Regions from separate parts of the Oryctolagus cuniculus genome. Here region 1 is linked to region 2. The links are chromatin contacts, called in public Micro-C maps. All regions are on one chromosome and are shown on one strand. The core of a region is the stretch at or near the end of the contact, and the rest is flanking DNA. Distances in the headings are between cores, read along the strand shown. Region 1 has its middle 41 kb from the start of NFKBIA. Region 2 holds the start of NFKBIA (NFKB inhibitor alpha).

Region 1 (6,224 bases), core at 3,203-5,702, 40 kb before region 2:
GTGCAGGCACACACGGGAGAGCAGCACATCGTGCTCTGTGGCTGAGCCCGGTGTGCGCCCCGCCCATGTCATGGGGCTGGAGACCCTGGGGCAGGAGCTTATGGCCAGAGAGAGCCCACGTGTGGTGCTGCGTGGCTAAGTGGTGCTGCGTGGCTAAATGGTGCTGTGCCCTTCACCCAGCAGGGGTGAGGCGAGTGCCTTCTCAAGAGGACAATGGCAGTGGGGCAGACAGGATCCGTGCCAAAAGCTCTCAGATACCCGGCTCCTACATCTCTGCCCAGCCCTCTCGTGGTCACCCCGGCTGAGCAGGCCACGAGTGCACTAGTTGTTCTCTAAATCTTTCAGGCCAGGCTATGATAGCTTTGGACAGGAATGGAATGCTAAGGGCTTGGGCTCCTAATCTGAGGAGAGGTGGGAGGAACCCATGCTGACCCTCTGCTTTGTGCTAGGCACTGAGGTGATTAAAATAAACACCACCTCCTTGCTATTGACTTTCTCAATAGCAAGCCTATGATGTGCACAATTTCTTGTCTGAGCCCCGGAGGCTCCGAGCGATTAGCGACTTGCTCATGGTTACACACACAGTAGGCAGTGATTTGAAACCCAGTTTGTTTAAAATTCAGTGACCTCAGAGACTTGCCCTGTTCCATGCTCCTTGGGTAGCGTGTCGCCTTTGCTGTGTGAGCAACTCCAGAGCCAAGTTTCAAGGCTTCCTGGCACCCGTAAGAAGGGAGGCCAGAGGCTTCCTTGAGCCCTCCATTCAGCTCAACTCTCAGGATTGAACAGGGACAGGTTTTAGTGGAAATGGACAATGACAGATGATAACAGAACCACCCAACAGTTTCACATATTCAACCCTCCAAGTTAGAATGTAGCTCAAATGAGGTGTACAGCCTAATCAGCACTAAGCCAAAGTAATTTTATCTCATGATCTAACAGCAAAGTTTGCTTCCTGCTGGGTGGTATTATGCAGCTAAATCTAGTCACCATGGCTGGCCATGTGGGTCCCACCAGCCAAGTGCCAAGGAGAGCTTCGGGGCTCTAGGCCAGACCCGTGGGACTGTCCCCCACTTGTGCAGGGCAGCCGCTCCTTGCCCCTTTCTCCCAGAAATGTCTGTGGGATGGAAGGCCATAGGCCAGAGCTAGGATTGGAACAAGGCAGGGGAGAGATTTTCAGGGTAAAGTCTCTGCCTCTCACAAAGGATGCTGACATACTGGCAAGGTTTGGCGAGCACTAACACAGGCCTCGTTCTACCCAGCCCCTCAGTGAGGGCCCTGGAGCCAGGGTCCCCTCACCACCTCTATGCTGTACTTAAGGACCTAGCAGAAAGCAGGCTGCGGCTACTGAGAATCTTTGCTGAGGCCCCCAAGCTTGTGCCCTGAGCCCACCAAATGCCCCTGGGTCTCTGCTCAGCAGACCGCTGTCTCTGGAGAGAGGTGGCTGGTTGAGGGTCACATCCTTGACCTTCCTGAGGTCTTCCTCAGCCCTTGGCATCCTATTCTGATCTTCCTCCCTGACCAGAGGGCTCAGCCCTTCCTGCTGCCTTCTGCCGCCTTACAGCCGCGGGGTAGGCAGCGAACGTGAACCTGCGGGTTGTCAGCAGCCGCGAGCACTCTATTGCCTGATGGGTTCAAGCCTTCTGGAATATCCGTCTTTGTCTGCTGACTTCATCCCACGAGCTATAGTGCTGAGACCAAGGACGAGGTAGGCAGAGTGCATTTCAGCCTTGGATTCCCAGTTCCTTGGCCACCACAAATGCTCGTGTTTGCTTCTTTTCTGGTGGAAAAATATTATTGCTAATTTGAGGGAGAGGCTTCAGACTCCGGAGTGGCCTTTGTTTCAGCCGTTGGAACACAGATGGTGAAAGCGGAGACGCCAGGGAGAGAGCTGCTTCTGAGGCTTCCCAGTCTTTCTGGTAGCTCAGGCCTCGTGGCCCAGCTTGCCGGGGCTCTGGGTGCTGCTCAAAACTGCACATTCCTGACCCCACCGCAGGCATTCTAATCTCAGGGGAGACAAAGGACGAGGGAGGACTCCTGCTAACAGGGCCCTCGGCCCCCAGATACCTCTTGAAGCCCACATTTCAGAATCATCGCCCTGCGCAGTCAGGCCACTCAGACCAGAGAACTCTGTACAAAGCCTCTGTCTCCTCGTCTCTAGACAACTGCCTCACCCCCAGTTCTCTTTGTTTTTAATTTTAATTTGACTTGTTTTATTTGGAAGGCAGAGAGAGAGAAAGAACGACACAAGACAGAGAAAGAGCTCCCATCTGCTGGTTCATTCCCCAAATGCCCACAACAGCTGGGGCTGGACCAGGCCAGAGCCAGGAGCAGGGCACTCCTTCTGGACCTCCCGTGTGGGCAGCAGGCCCCAACCACTTGAGCCATCACCTGCTGCCTCCCAGGGTGCACGTGAACAGGAAACTGGAATGGAGAGCAAGCCCGGCACTTGAACCCAGGTACTCCTGTATGGGATGCTGGCAACCCAAGTGGCGGCTTAGCCAGTCCAGACGCCTGCACCTGACTGCTGGGCTGCGGTGTTAATGGCCACCTGGCAGCAGTATTTCTCAGTGTCCTGGTGGTCTCCACAGAGGGACAGGGTGACCTGGCCTGAGGAGTAGCAGCCTCCCTGGTAAAGCCATAAAGCCAGCTGGCCAGGTATCAGTGTGGGAAAACCCCAAGGGAGCTGCGAAGGAGGAGGAGCTGCTGCAGGGGGCTGGCCTCCTCCCTGTGAGAGCTGCGGGCCACCCTCCCACACGCCAGGCACCGGCTCCTCTCCTCAGCCCACTCCGAGGCTTCTCCCCTCAGGGTGCTCGCTGCACCCCATTCCAGTGCCTCCTGGTTTCCAGGTTCCTCTCCGCCCCTCCTCTGCACCTCTGTGCCACGTGGGCCTTCCCCTGGCAAACTCGGATTCATCTTCCAAAACCAACCTCAGTTCCTCCGCCTTCTCCATGCGAAAAACGACCCTGCCACTCCCAGGGAGCAGTTGCCGCCGCCCTCCCGTGCTGCCCGGGAGCTGGCACAGCTGGCTGCACGTCTGTCTCGGTGGTCACGGCCCTCACGTCTGTCAGCACGCCAAGTCCACCCCCCTCACCCCGCCTGCCTCCCCCCACCCCCCACCCCAGCGACAGCAGCGGCTCTAAGTAGCTGTGCAGGGAAGTTGGTTCTTATTTTAGCTCTGTGGTCTCAGTGTAGGCTACGGCTTGTTTTTCCTTTGACATAGGTTGGGGCGGGTTTTCTATTGTTTCTGCTGTGAGCGGAGGAAGACAAGCTCTGTCACTTGAAGTAGGCCCTCTGCTGCTGCCTGGCTCTTCCTCCTGGTGCCTGTCGCAATTTGCCAGGCTCCTGTCTCTTTCCTTGCCTTTCCTGTGTCTTGCCCACCGGAAGGGACCGTGGTGCGTCCCCACTGGCTCTCCAGACTGTGCTGAGGGGCACCAGGTGGTATCCGCAGAGGTTGCTGACTGAGTGAATGGGGCTTTAAGCGTCTGGATTTGCTGTTGTTAGGTCGTTAGGGCAGGTGTGAAATTCCACTGGCTTGCCCCAGCCCAGTCATCTGACGGGTGGTTTACCTGCACGGGCTGTATTTTCCAGTCCCAATTCAGGTACCCCAACAACTCCCTGCTCCACTTCCCCAGGCTCACACCTCGTCCCAATTCTGCATGACTCAAGCCACTTGGGGTGGAATGTGACTGGTTTGGTGGGGGGTGACTGGGCCACAGTGGCAGTTAGACCACGGGCAGGCCAGAGTGCAAGCAAAGGGCCTCGGGAGGGGGAAGGCGCTCTGGCCTTGCTCTGCAGCCCTGGTAGTCACCGCTGGGCTGAGAAGTCATCAGCTGCCCGAGGCGCTCACATGCCAGGTCTAAATGTTTTGCTCGTGTCTTTTTCCTTCAGACCCATGGCCCAGGCCTAGGGTAGCCCAGGCCAACTGCTACCTCAGTGCACAGGGCTCATCTCTGGGGAGCTGCCCCACCTTGGCCAGCCCCAGCTACCAGCCTGCACCGCTCTTAGTGTTAGTTAGAGAAACGGACACAGTCCAGCCCAGGCTGGGTCAGCCCCCACTCGCGCCTCAGCCCACACCTGTGTGGAAAGTCCCCAAGATCTGCAGGGAAAAAGGCAAGGCAGACACCGTCCATTCTCCACCGACCCCTTCTCGGGGGCCTTGCCAGAGCGTTCCGTGCCTTTCCGGCTCCATCACAACCCAGCGGCTGAAGCTTGGACAACTCACTCCGCGTAGCAGGACGCTGGGTCCTGGATTCTGAGTAAGTTCCTGCAGGGAGCCAGTCACAGGCCCAGGCCGGGCTGCCTGCCAGGCTGCTCGCCAGGCTGCTCCGAAGGGCCTGGCCCTGGCTCCTCCCCTCCCCACCGCCTGGTCCCCGCCCCTCTCTCCCCACACCTCCCCACAGCGAGCTGGGAAACTCCCAGGGCCCCGGGCTGCCAGCTGAGTATAATTAGCCCGCCGCAGCTCCCACAGAGGCGACACTGTGTGCTGGCCAGGGCCCCTGCCCTCCACCGCCTGCTGGCGGCTCCAGGCTCCAGGCGCAGTGAAACCTCCCACCTTCTGTTCACCTCAAGCAGGAGGCAAGAACAGGAGAAACAGCGGGCAGGGCCAAGGTGGAGCGCCCTGAGCTTGGAGCTCAGGGTGACCCTTTGTCAACCCCTTGGGCCTCCACCCTCCTTCAGCCCCTTGCCGTCAGCCATCCTAGGTCCAGTGAGCCCACGGGGTGGCTCACCTCTAATCAGCAGCTGCCCTTGCAGGCTGGGGGTTTCCACAGCGCCTCTCGGGCTGCTGGGGGCTGGCCACAGGGCCTCAGCTGTCCCGGAAGATATGTTTCAAGTGGTTTTGCTTTTGAGGAACACGCCCGCCCCGGACTTCAAGGGCCTCCACACACCCATGCATGCCCAAAAGCTTCCACTGGCCATGGCCCCACTCCCCACGCACTTCCTGGCTCCCGCCCACTCATGGCTGATCCTGGGCTCCTGTGGCCACAGGGAGCCAACCCAGCCAATGCATCTTCTTCGCCCTGGAGGGAGGGAACCCAGCTTCTGCTGAAAGTTGGGAAGGTGGACAGAGCCAGGGTTACGCGGAGGCCTGAGCTCCAGCAATGTCACCTTCTTCCTCGGCAACCGGCCCTCACATCCTAAGCCGCCAGTGCCTGCCAGGTAAGAAGTGCTGGCCCGTAGCTGTGACATCTGCGGCCATGCCCTGGACTGCAGCAGCAGCCCTCCCTCACTGTCAAGGACAGCTGGGGGTGTTAAGGACATCTTGGTGACCAAGGCACCACAGCACACTCAGGCTGGATTTTCAAGTCTCCTGAGGTAGGAGGAGCCAGCAGCCTCCTCCTCCTCCCCGGTGCTCACCCCACCTCTTTCCAGCCTGCACCCTCGACCCTGTGAGCATCCCGATGTCAGCAGGCTGTTTTCTGGTTCGCTCGTCATTATCTCCCCCGCCCAGCACAGTGCTTGAGACGTAGTCGAAGCTCCATGAACTTGCACGGGAAGAAGGGAACGCCAATGTGTGTTTGAGGCTGTGGCCCAGCCCTAGTCTCCCTGCCGGGAGCAAGTGCAGAGCACAGGATCAGGAGAGCCACTGGAGCACAGCTGCTTGATCCTGAGCAGGGTCATCTGCCCCCGGAGGCTGCTTCAAGCCAGGCACCACCCCTGCTTTTACACAGAGACGAACGTTATTGAGGAGCAGCGTGGGGCTCACAGGCGTCGTACGCCAGGCGAGTCACGTTGGGAGCACAGCTGACCACCCAGTCAACATCCTTGCTACTGAAGACGCCTTCTGGCCAGCACTGGCTGGGCAGACAGGAATCAGAAGCTTCTGGTGTGTGGCCCGTTGGCCTCTTTCCCAGCATGCCTTTCTGTGTGCGTGATTGGAAGAGCAGTCACTTCCTTTGTGGCATGTCTTCCCCTCCCTTAGGTCCTGTTCAGAAGGAGCCAGGGATATAGAATCTTTAGTTCTAGGACTATCTCAGCCCTTCCAAATTTGGTTTATCCCTGTGGTCTCAGGTGGCTGAGAAATCATCCAGTGGGTTTCCTGGAAATACCTAAAGGGATACAGAAATGTGTTTGCAGGAAGGTTCTGGCTAGGGTCTGCCTACTGGGAGAAGTCCTGGGGACTGTAAGGAAATACCCAGTGTCTCCCATCAGTCCCTGACGAGGGGACAGAACCTCACGCTGGATCGGGGGTCATCTGTTACCTCCCAGGTCCCCTCCTCACCCTT
Region 2 (6,141 bases), core at 1,856-4,355:
CGGACCCCACAGCACCGAGAGGCCTGACCACACACGGGGTTGTTCGGGGTCACAGGATCCCCCCAGGATTGGCCACCAGGTCCAGGTGATCTACCAGGAGCAAAATAAATAAAACGTGGTCCTTTCACGAGATTTTGGATAATCGTCCCCAAAGCCCCCACCAGAACGAAGTGTAAGCGGTGTTTTTCCTCTGGATTCTAATCTTTCTTCTCCCCGAGGCACAGTTCACAAAAACAGCCGAACGCGGGCCAATCCACCACAGTTGAGCGCTTCGGGCCGGGAAGACACCCCTGGCATTTTTTTTCCTTTTTCCTTTTTTTTTTTTTAGAAAAATAAAACTCTCTTTTTGTACAAATATACAAGTCCACGTGCTTTCCAGGCGCCTGGTGCTCACAAGGTCAGGCGCTGGCCTCCGAACACGCAGTCATCATAGGGCAGCTGGAAGAAGAAGAGGAGAGTAAACCTCCAAGGCCCAGCCCGGGGCTGCAGGCCGCAGGCCAGGGCCCTGGCTGCGACTGCAGCTCCGATCCCCCCACCCGCCGTGCAATGAACTTGACAGGCTGAGTGCATTTCCCTTGAAGGATTTGCTGCTTAAAGAAGGGTAAGCTACTTTTATTTTTATTGGGGGGGGGGGGTTCTATACAGTCGGAGAGCTCTATCCAATATCCCAGGGCTGCTCAAGGGAAGGGGCCTGGCAGGGTAGGGGATGGGGCTCACCTCGTCCTCCGTGCCGTCCGACTCCGTGTCACAGCTCTCCTCGTCCTCACTCTCGGGCAACCTCTGGAGGTTCTCCAAGGTCAGCTGGCCCAGCTGCTGCTGGATCCGGGTGCTGGGGCGGCCCCATGTGAGTTGGTACGGGGAGTAGCCCTGGTAGGTGACCCGGTTGACATCGGCCCCGCACTTCAACAAGAGCGACACCAGGTCCGGATTCTGCAGGTCCACGGCGAGGTGGAGGGCCGTGCGCCCATTGCAGGGTTCCTAGAGCCAAGAGGAGTGTGAGATGCTTAGGAGGCGTCTGGCATTCCTGCGTGCAGCCAGTGTGGCTGACATGTTGCTGGCAAAGAGCAGCACTCCACCTGGCTCGTGAGGCACTCACCTGGGCGTTGACATCAGCACCCCAGGACACCAACAGCTCCACAATGCCCAGGTAGCCGTGGATGGAAGCCAGGTGCAGACACGTGTGGCCTAGACGGACAGAAGGAAGAGAGCATCACCACCTGTTTCACCGTCCCCCTAGTCACTCATGGGACAAGCACATGTGGCCCCTGAATTCTAAGGAGCCCGAATCTGGGTTCTGAATGAACATTCCAGCAGCCTGAGACAGGCGCTTGATACTCATTTCCTCCTGCTTTCACAAGCTGGGAGTTTAAGCTCTGCCCTGCACGCCTTAGGCCAGCCCGCCTCCCCCGCGCCGCCCGCCTGGGACAGCACAGCGTACCGTTGTAGTTGATGGCCTGCAGAATGGAGTGCAGGTGCTGGGCCGTGCAGGTCTGCTTGAGGACGCCCACGCTGGCCAGGCAGCCCTGCTCGCAGGCAAGGTGCAGCGGAGTGTTTCCTCGAAAGTCCCGCAGCTCAGGATCACAGCCAGCTTCCAGCAGTGCCTCAGCAATTTCTGGCTGGCTAGTGATGACAGCCAAGTGGAGCGGCGTCTACGAGTGGGAGAGCGAGCACAGATAAGCCTCGGCGCAAAGTCGTCCTCCGAGTGCCCCTGAGCCGCAGACATCTCCCGGGGGTGGGTGCTGCTCCTCCCAGACAGGGACAGGGGGCCAAAGACCAGGGCCCCGGGTGGGTCGCAAAGACCTCACCCAATCCGTGGGCTTTTAACTCTGCAGGAGACCGGCTTATTGGAATGTGAAAGGCCAGGGCAGGTAAGGACCTGTGGCTGTTCTTTCAGAGAGCTAGGGGTGGGGAGGACTGTGCCACATCGACTGCATCCCGAGGTCACAGAGGGCACAGGGCTGGGGACGACAGGCGCACCTGCTGCAGGTTGTTCTGGAAGTTGAGGAAGGCCAGGTCTCCCTTCACCTGGCGAATCACTTCCATGGTCAATGCCTTCTCTTCATGGATGATGGCCAAGTGGAGGAACCTGCAGGCCAGAGAGGGGAAAACCCCCCGCAAGGGGCGGTGAGCGCACTGCGTGGGGCCCCGGGGAGGCGCGGCCTGCGGGGGATTGCGCAAGGCCGGGGTTTCTGGAGCCGGGGCCGCGGTGTTTTCCGCGGGGTTATTATGAGCTGAGTGTTCCTGGCAGGCGCCCAGGGACTTTCCGGGCCCCGCCCCCCCCGCGGCGGCGCCGGCCAGGCCGCCCCGCCCTCCCGGCGGCCCGGAACGCCCTGTACTTCCCCCGCCGGCCGCGCGGCGCCCGCCCGCCCGCCCGCCTTATGCAACCCGGGACTCGGCGTCCCTGCCGCCGCGCCGCCCCCCGCCGCGAGCGCCGGGCTGCGGGGTTCGGGGTGTGCGGGGACGGGGCCGTCCACGCCCTTCCCCGCCGGCCCGAGGAGCCCCCAGAGGAGCCCCGGCCCGCGCGCGGCCGCCCCGCAGCTTTGCGGCAGACTCGGCGGCGCTGCACGGCCATCCCCCCCCTCCAGCCCGGCTGTGCTGCAGCCCCGGGGCCCGCGCTGCAGGCCCGGCCGCCCCCCGCCCGGCCCGCGGCCCTCAGCCCCCCGACACTTACGAGTCTCCGTCCTCCGTGAGCTGCTGCCTCCAGGGCTCGGCGGCGCGCGGCGCCTCCTGCGGCTCCAGGCGGATCTCGCGCAGCTCCTTCACCATCTGCTCGTACTCCTCGTCCTTCATGGAGTCCAGGCCGCTGTCGTGGCGGTCGTCCAGCAGGCGCTCCTTCTTCAGCGCGTCCCGGGGCCCCTCCATGGCCCAGTCCTGAGCGTGCTCGGCCGGCTGAAACATGGCGCTGCTCCCCAGGTGCTCGGCCGCGGGCTGCGCGCTGGCGTCCTCGTCCTGTCGCCGGCTCCTGGCGGGCGGCGCGCTGCGACTGTTGTGGGCTCGGCAGCGCCGCCGCGCCGCCCTATAAACGCTGGCGGGGAATTTCTCTGGGGGCGGGGTCAGGCGCGGGGAATTTCCAAGCCAGTCAGACCAGAAAAGAGAACTGGCTTGGTCCTCTGCTAGGGGAAAAAAAAAGGCAGCCTAAACTCCGAGCCGGGGTTCATCGGAGAAACTCCCTGGGATGACCCACCGGGGTCATGTCCAGGGAACTTCTCGCTGCGCGCTGAGTGGCTGGAAAGTCCTCCGGGCCCGGCGGCCGCCGCCGCCCCGGTGCTTCCCTGCGGACCGCGCGCGGCCAGGCCGACCCTGCAGGGCCCTCCTCTCTCCCTGGGGTTTCCCACGGCCGATTGCACTCGGGGTCGTCTGCTGCAGGGATCCCGAGGACACAGACCTGCCGGGCCGTTCCTCTTTGGGGTTTGCCGCCCAGCCGGTCCTTTCCGTTTTCTCGGATCTTGCGGAAGCGCAAGAGTGGAAACGGTGGCTGGCCGTGGGGGTTTGTCTTCCCCAGAGTTGGGTGCAGTTCGCGGGCGGCCCCTGGGTTCCCGCAGATTCCCGGCCCTGTAGGGTGCAAGCGCTCCTGGCGTCCCGACCCCCTCGGGGAGAAGCTGGGTTTTAAACCAAGTCCCGTCCTGGGGACTAACAGGCCTGTCGGCTGGGGGAGGGACAGATCTCGCCCTGCGAGGGGTCAGCGCTCAGTGGGGCCTCAAGGGTTTGCTTTTTGTTAAGCAAGGAGTTCGTCTTGGTGGGAGGGGTTGCAGGTAACCTTGCAGTAACGAAGTTCATGGTCTGTGCTGCAGGAAATGGATCCTGAGCCTATTTCTGAGTGCCCAGCTGAGCAATTTTTCAGCATTGGGAGGAGCCTGACCAATGGGTGGCAGTTAGTGTCTTACCCAGGATTGGGCCTGAAAGATGGCCAAGAGTAACTGCCAGGCCCCCCGCGGGAGGTTCCAGGCGGCTCCCCCGTGTGCTCTGGGAGAGGGCAGTAGCTGGAGCCATTCCTGCAGTGCCACTCTTGAGAGAATCCCCTGGCTTTAGAGAGGTTATGCTCCGGCCCCCGAAGCGGCAGACTGGGCTGAATTCAACTACTTCTGGAATTGGTGCAGGTAATCAAATCGGCTTTGATCGGCTTTGAGCATGAGCTCCAGGGGCCTCTGCAGAGGTTTCTGGAGGTTGTGGCAATCACCTTCGCCTTACTGATCAGGTACAAAGCAACCCTTGCCTCTCCTCGGATCTCCACCTGTTCCCCCCATATGGAACATAGGGGATAGGGTCACTAGGACAAAATATGAGGGCAAAAAAGTAAAATCAAGAAATAAACCCCTCAGTAGTAATGGTCACATGTTAGAGTGAGAACTTCCCAGTAGAGACTGCAGTGTCTGCAGGCTTAGGAACCGCACACACGGGTTTATCAAGGCAAGGTCGCACAGTGATGCAGGCAGGAGGCCTCGGTTCCAGGGTCAAAGTCACTGCGCACTGGCTGCACAAGTCAGTAAATATTTTTTGTAGTGTACTTGTTTTATATACTAATGGGATTGGATTGAAGGCTATTTAAGTTCTTTTCCAGCTTAGAAACTGTATCACTTGTCCAGGAAAGCAATTCTAGCTCTGTTTTTTGAGGCCCTTAGACATCCCACGGCATGTACATCTTTGGAAGAACTCTGGCATTTTGTGCATCATGATGTTCTCAGGAAGAATCTTGTAAGGCAGGTATAAGTCTTACTTTCCTAAAAAGAAGCTCAAATGCATAGAAATAGACCCTGTTTATCTCCTTCTTATCCCAGTATATTAGTGGTTCAGCCAAAGTATTGCAGTAGCAACATTTTTGGAAACACACTGTGAAAATGAGACCGAATACACTATAATCTGGAATATACTCAAAGTAGTTCCCACTCCAGCTTTAGATAAAAAAGGCAAACAGTCCTCTCTCTAAAAAATGTGCAGAAATGTCTAACTCTAAAGGCCCTACTTAGAAAGGTCACTTCCGAAGAAGTTTGGGGCTGCAGGTGTCAAAGTCATTATTTAGAAGCACAAAGTCAGTACTGAGTGTTTCAGGAATATTTTTCTTTGTGCCTCCCTTGAAGTTTTCTGTTCCTGACAGCCTTGGGGACTGCTGCTGTTTGGTCCTGATTGTTTAGTGTGACACCTAGTGGTGTTTCTTGATTGGTCACAGGGTTGAAACATCTGGGAGGTTGGGCCATACTGTGGGGATTCCCAGGGAGGTGCCTTCTGTTTTCCTGCAACCCTGGGAGATAGTTTTGAATAATGTGAACCAACAGGTTTCCCTCACCAGTGTAAGTCAATGCACATTACAACCTGGGTGAGACATAATGTACTTGGAGACCAGAACCATGAGCGTTTTGGGCAGAAGTAGACAATGAAAGGGTCTTTCGGTTTAGAAAGATTTCTCACCCTCTGATTGGATAATGTTTTAGCTAAATTTAACCACTTTATTTTTTTAAGAGATTTATTTTTTTTGAGAGGAAGAGTTACAGAGAGAGGGAGAAATAGAGAGAAAGGTCTTCCATCCACTGGTCCATTCCCCAAATACCTGCAATGGCAGGAGCTGGGCCTGTTAGAAGCCAGGAGCTTCTTCCAGGTCTCCCATGTGGGCACAGGGGCCCAAGGGCTTGGGCCATCTTCTGCCTTCCCAGGCCATAGCAGAGAGCTAGATTGGAAGAGGAGCAGCTGGCACTCAAACAAGTACCCATATGGGATGCTGGTGCCAAAGACAGAGGCCCCATCACCACTTTAAAAATGGTTTGATAACTTTAGGTGATTACTTTGTAATGTTATTTGTCTTTCTTTTCTTTTTTCTTTTTTTATTTATATTTATTTATTTATTTATTTATTTTTGACAGGCAGAGTGGACAGTGAGAGAAAGGTCTTCCTTTGCCGCTGGTTCACCCTCCAATGGCCGCCGCGGCCGGCGCGCTGGGGCCGGCGCACCGCGCTGATCTGATGGCAGGAGCCAGGAGCCAGGTGCTTTTCCTGGTCTCCCATGGGGTGCAGGGCCCAAGCACCTGGGCCATCCTCCACTGCACTCCCTGGCCACAGCAGAGAGCTGGCCTGGAAGAGGGGCAACCGGGACAGAATCCGGCGCCCCGACCGGGACTAGAACCTGGTGTGCCGGCGCCGCTAGGCGGAGGA

Evidence for each region. A called contact is a pair of places that touch in the nucleus more often than the background predicts.
Region 1: a contact with region 2 is called in a Micro-C map of ear pinna, with 4 times the contacts expected there. The contact joins the enhancer-like site here to the promoter of NFKBIA in region 2. A contact is called at or near these places in 3 of 6 Hi-C or Micro-C datasets (ear pinna, psoas muscle and an unstated tissue).

What each region holds. Positions count from the first base shown.
Region 1 is chr12:40,197,444-40,203,667 of mOryCun1.1, reverse strand. No RefSeq gene overlaps it. Among named protein-coding and RNA genes, the nearest start is that of NFKBIA, 41 kb to the right of the region's middle. Within about 2 kb of position 4,452, at least 7 of the 8 cell types and tissues checked have an H3K27ac peak or open chromatin away from gene starts, as enhancers often do. A contact at or near this core is called in ear pinna, where this site is marked.
Region 2 is chr12:40,156,674-40,162,814 of mOryCun1.1, reverse strand. NFKBIA (NFKB inhibitor alpha) reads right to left here and starts at 3,105. Exons shown (of 6, transcript XM_002718142.5): 1 at 2,672-3,105; 2 at 1,978-2,086; 3 at 1,439-1,649; 4 at 1,097-1,185; 5 at 718-978; 6 at 1-438. The coding sequence starts at 2,898. The coding sequence ends at 391. It overlaps LOC138844627 (a long non-coding RNA gene), which reads left to right and starts at 434. Exons shown (of 3, transcript XR_011380751.1): 1 at 434-601.